Linked DNA regions of Mus musculus: region 1 is linked to region 2. The links are chromatin contacts, called in public HiChIP or PLAC-seq maps. All regions are on one chromosome and are shown on one strand. Each heading gives the region's core, a stretch centred on a gene start, on an enhancer-like site or on the middle of the called end of the contact. The rest is flanking DNA. Distances are from core to core; before and after follow the strand shown.

The links. HiChIP or PLAC-seq counts read pairs in DNA pulled down with a chosen protein or histone mark.
Region 1: an H3K4me3 HiChIP or PLAC-seq map of embryonic limb bud shows a contact between it and region 2, with 2.6 times the contacts expected there. The contact joins two enhancer-like sites. A contact is called at or near these places in 5 of 39 promoter capture datasets (embryonic stem cells, hippocampal neurons, liver and 2 more), 2 of 484 Hi-C or Micro-C datasets (nephron progenitors and trophoblast stem cells), 4 of 115 datasets of contacts at active chromatin or transcription factors (embryonic limb bud, embryonic stem cells, neural progenitor cells and 1 more) and 2 of 9 other capture datasets (embryonic stem cells and liver).

Annotation. Positions count from the first base shown.
Region 1 is chr13:40,721,508-40,724,207 of GRCm38.p6, reverse strand. Tfap2a (transcription factor AP-2, alpha) reads left to right here. Exons shown (of 7, transcript NM_011547.5): 4 at 886-1,117. Among named protein-coding and RNA genes, the nearest start is that of Gm26688, 5.0 kb to the left of the region's middle. Within about 2 kb of position 1,412, at least 262 of the 459 cell types and tissues checked have an H3K27ac peak or open chromatin away from gene starts, as enhancers often do. A contact at or near this core is called in embryonic limb bud, where this site is marked.
Region 2 is chr13:40,431,077-40,433,776 of GRCm38.p6, reverse strand. No RefSeq gene overlaps it. Among named protein-coding and RNA genes, the nearest start is that of Ofcc1, 140 kb to the right of the region's middle. Within about 2 kb of position 1,251, at least 2 of the 459 cell types and tissues checked have an H3K27ac peak or open chromatin away from gene starts, as enhancers often do. A contact at or near this core is called in embryonic limb bud, where this site is marked.

The DNA of each region.
Region 1 (2,700 bases), core at 163-2,662, 290 kb before region 2:
TTGTCTCTATTAGCCTCCCCAGAGCTATTAATGTCACAAGTGATCTATCCAAAACCTAGAGGCCCTCACCTCCCCATACAAGTAGAATATCCCTATTTAAAGGCAAAACAAAACAAAAACATGAGAGGTGCTATGATGAGACTGTGCATATTATTATATGTCTCTGTGTGGAATTTTAAGATACAAACGCATTGAACTTAAACGGTTGTAGGTGCATCTGAATTTCATGTGTTAAGAAATGAACCCCTTGTTCTGATGGTCTTGAATTTGTTTTCTAACAATGGTAGATCCAACAATGAAGAGCTTATGGTTTTAACTGATTATATATCCTAACCCCCATCCCTTTGAAGGGGCTTAGACAGACAGGGTTCATTTAGTATTTGCTCAACAAAAGGATGCATTCCTAATGTTCAACTGTAGGCCTATTCTTGAGTCCTGTTCACGGGCTTGGAATGATCTCCAAAGCCCGAGTGTCTTTTAAATGGAACATAAGGGTCTATTGATGAAAGGACGGACGTGTAGTGTGTGATAACAGAATCCACCACTTGCTAGCTTACTGAAATGTTCATTTACTGGCTGCTGCAGCAATCGAAACTGTCTGCTGGTTTTAACAGCAATTTCTTTTGGCACTGAGCCTTTCGCCAGCAAAACCCCCACTACACCAACCCTGTCTCGGGTTTACACATAAAACCCATTCGTTGCCTCCCTAAACCCAAGCTCCTGCATCACTTCGGAGCCCTTTGAGAGCCTAGGGGGTCGCGACAGCATCAGCCATCTCTAGACAGCTTGCTGCAAGGGTCAGGGCAGGATGCCGCCTCGGGATTCCTGAGCTGAGCAGCGCTCGGTCGGTCCGCCCCCCACACGCGCCCGCATCTGTCTTCGCAGGCCCCGTGTCCCTGTCCAAGTCCAACAGCAATGCTGTCTCCGCCATCCCTATTAACAAGGACAACCTCTTCGGTGGCGTGGTAAACCCCAACGAAGTCTTCTGTTCAGTTCCGGGTCGCCTGTCGCTCCTCAGCTCCACCTCGAAGTACAAGGTCACGGTGGCGGAAGTACAGCGGCGCCTCTCACCGCCCGAGTGTCTTAACGCGTCGCTCCTGGGCGGAGTACTGCGGAGGTGAGGCTCGGACCGGCCCCGCCCCGCCCCACCCGGCCCCGCCCCGCCCCGCTCCACCCCGGGAACCCGGCCCCAGTGCGCCTGCGCTGGGCCGGTAGCTGTACTGCACGCGCGACGTGAAAGGGGCGGAGAGAAAAGAGTGGCGCTTTGTGGGCGTGGCTGAAGGCGGGGGTGGGGTGTGAGGCAACGCGCCTGCGCACTCGGGAACTCCGCTTTCTGCAGCACGCAGGCGCAGTTTTCTACGTCTGGGGCTCAGTCCCAGCCTTGGCAGCCGTGGGGCGCCGTGCTGCTGCCTTTTCCCTGGTTGCGCACAGGTTACAAGCTCAGAAAAGCTTCCGGGCTCCTTGCTTTGCCTTACTACACTGTAGGGTCTTGAGTGGAGATTTAACAGACAGGTTTTCAAGTAAAGAAAGAGAGTGACTTCTGCTTGCTGCGTGCCTCCCATCCCTGGTTGCTGGCACTTCCTGCCATAAGGAACCTCTACCTCCACTCCAGTCTCTGTACGGGGGGGGGGGGGGGGGGGGTGTTCTTTTGACGTTCTGATTTGCTGTGATGTGTGACAGGTTTCTGTTCATTATATGTAGTCGCATCCATTAACACAGGAGTCTCACCTCTCTGAAGTGAGTGAGTCCTGTTTTTCACAAGGGCCAGGGAGGTAGAGTCTAAAGAGAGAAAAGTTTCAGAGCCAGGTGTGTTCTTAGGGATCTATCCAATGGTGTGAGTTGTAGGCCTAGTATTAAATTTGGCCAAAGAGTATGTCTCTTACTCTCCTCTCTACAAAAGACCTGTAATTCGTTGTCTAACTTTATTCCTGTATATTAATAACTCTCAGTTGGGCCTTGGTGGGTATGGCCCACCTACATACTCTAAGAGGGTTTTTGCAGAGTTAATACCAGCGGCTTTCCTTAGTTATCTTTTACTGTCACAGATCTTTCTCTGCCCTCTGCTTTTTCCTCCCCTCCCCCCATCCCCAATATCGGAGACTGCTCACCTATGGGAGTATAATCTAATCCACACAATTAAAGACCCACTTGAGTAGGGAATAAAATCTGAAATTAATTAATTTGCTGTTTTATTTAAACAATTTATCTTAACCACTTTCTGATTATGGGAGTCTATTTAGACATCTATTTAGAAGTGACTCCATTGTTTCTGAAATCAGGGAAAAATTTTGAAGGCTGATATCAGCCATCAGCCTCTTGACATTTCCAGTTATGCTCCTGACATGGCATGTAAACACTTGGCAAGGTGCATTTCCCATTGGGATCAAAGCCAGGACATGAAATGAGAGCGCGATGATAACTTTGGTCACTGGGAACAACCTAACAGCAGATCTTGTGAAGACAATTTAAAGACCCCACTGGGCTTTGCTGGGATTATAGCAACAGGGAAAGCAACACAGTTATCAGTGGAACTCAGGAATACCTCCAACTCTTGCAATCAGAACTGTGTGTGTGTGTGTGTGTGTGTGTGTGTGTGAAAATGGAAAGTTCCCAACCTGCCACAATAGTTGCAATGACAACTATGCCTTTCATCTTCCATGATCTTTCTATATAGTTCCTTCTTGCTCTCTCTTTTCCTGC
Region 2 (2,700 bases), core at 2-2,501:
AGGGAGACAGCTTAAGACTAAAGAGTCAAGTGGCCCATTGTTTGGAAGGTACCCCTATGCAGTGACACCTTACTCCACAGGGAAGACAGTGTAGGGGTGGGTGTTCCAGGACTTTGCCAGGCAGGTAAAACCTTGGAAAGGCCCCATTGCTTGGCACAATAGGCTGGCCTTCCAATTCTCACATAAATTAATCTATTGTGTTCCATAATGCCCCATAATAAAGCATACTAAAGTCTTTAGACTTAAACCATCCAGGGCAATTATCTTCTGATCTAAAAGAAGCGAGTGTGATGGTCTGTTTCTCTAACAGTGGCTCGCCTGACACAGAAGTGTGGTTCATTTCACTGCACTTAGAGGATGCAAGCGTCCCTCATTGATCCCATCCAAGCCTGGGGTAGCTTCCTTGCCCGTAAGAGAGAGGTAAGAATGGGATCTTGTCTGGAGAACAAAAGAGTAGACACAAATCACTTGGCAAGGCATGAATGCCCCAGAGTGAGGGTTCCTTCTGCATGCACAGAGATTTCAGAGGAACTGGATTAAAACGCCGACGGATCTGAATGGATGGTACCGCAGTTGCATCCGTGAATGAAGTGCTTCAGCTTCGACACTGTTTTGAATTTCTGAGAATCATCTATCCATCAGAATGCCATGAGTGTGTTACAAAAGCAGTCTTATTATTAGCCTGTTTAATTGTTACTTTTTGAATATATTCCTTCAGGATGGAGAGATGGCTCTCTAGTTAAGAACTGGAGTTTGGTTTTTAGCACCTCTGTCCAATTGCTCACAAATACCTGTAATCCCAGTTTAGAGGGATCTGATACCCTCTTCTGGTCTCTGTGGGTACCCACTTGTGTGCATATATGAGTACACACACACACACACACACACAGATACACATGCACACACACCATATAAATAAGAGATCAAATAAACCATATAGATAAATAAGTTAATATATCCTCACAAATATTGCAAATTTAATGCATTTTGAATAAAATAAACAGGAGGTAGGTGTCACTGTCTGGTGTTCTGTGGTCTGGGGTATTAGTCTTTGAAGTCACTGGGGTAGAGTGTTATTCTTTCTAGTTGGTGGAGAGCCTCCGGGGTGTCCATACACTTGGATGTTTGCGGGGAATGGATTAGTTACCACCTGTAAGTTGCTTACTGTAGGGTTTTTGCAGAGCGTCAGGCTGTATACTTTACCTCTGTTAGGCGGTACAGTTTGACTAATGGGTGGGTAACAGGAAAGAGTGTAAGGGGAAGCCACTGTTAATGTGCCCCCTACCGCTTTTATTACAGTGGCACCGCAGTAGTTAAGGTTGAACAGCTGTTTCCGTTATGAACTCCTATTCCAGGGGTTTATAACGGAGCTGTAAAAACTTGCTCCAGGCTAGAACTCTGCTATCGGGTCTTAGCCTGGGAGAATTTTCTTTTCCCTATGATTTTACTCTTTAAAAAGAAGAAATCAATTCTTCCATGTAGAATAATCTAAAACTATAGACTTTTTTTTTTAAAAGGAGACTGATTTTTATCATGTTAATCCCAGATGTTGTCATATGCGACAGCAACATTTCTTCTGTTTCAGAATTAGACTTTCCAAAGGTATTTATCAAATGTCCTATATGGATTATACAGTACTCTTCTAAGAATAGTTTTTAGGTTATAAAATAAATCACTATGCATTAAGATATCAATGTTTGGTTTATTTTTAAGACTAATTCATTTGCTAGTTGAATGGGCTATCAATTGAGATAGGTATTTCTACAACTGCAAAATCTCTTCCCCATTTTTAGCAGATCAGTCAAGTGACACATTGAGGTGACAATTGGTTGTTGAAGCCAATGAGTACATGATGGTCCATGGACCCAGAAGTTGTTCAGTAGAAATGCAAAGCCTTATTTACCTGGTGTCTTAGTTTGCCTTCTATTGTTGCAATTAGCACCATGACCAAAAGCAACCTGGGGAAGAAAAGATTTATTTTATCTTGCAACATTCAGTCGAAGTCCAACAGTGAGGGAAGTCAGGGCAGAACTCTGGGGGCCAGGCCTGCAGCAGAGACCATGCAGGAATGTGGCTTACTTGGTTGCCATCCATGGCCTTTCACTTTGTTAGACAACCTAGGCTCACCTGACCAAGGGTGGCCCAGCCTACAGTGACTGGACCATCCCAATACAAATCATTAATCAAGAAAATACCCCACATACTTGCCTACAGGACAATTTGATAGATACAATCCCTCAGCTGACATTTCTTCTTTCTAGATGATTCTAGCTTGTGTCAAATCGACAAACATTAGCCAGTACAATTGACTCCTTGTCAAGCAGACACACAAATATATCACTGTTGAACTATAACCTTTCTTGTCTTGTTTGTCCCCAAGATCTCATGTTAATATCACAATATTAAGCACAGTCCAGTTTTTAAAAAATCCCACAGTCTTTTAAAATTTCCACAATTTAAAAGTCAAGGATCTCTTTAAAAATCTAAAGTTTCTTAATTGTGTGTATCTAGAAAAACTACTTTCTTATTGTGAGAAGGAAGAACCAGGACCCAGTTATCAAGGGAAAACCCTAGCCAAGAGGATAATTAGCTCAGTGTCTAGTATCTGGGACTCATACTCTTCTAGACTCCAAAGAACGTAGGCAGGCCCACCTTTTCATCTCTGCCCTCCTCCACCTTGTCTTTGTAGGCTTAAGCCAG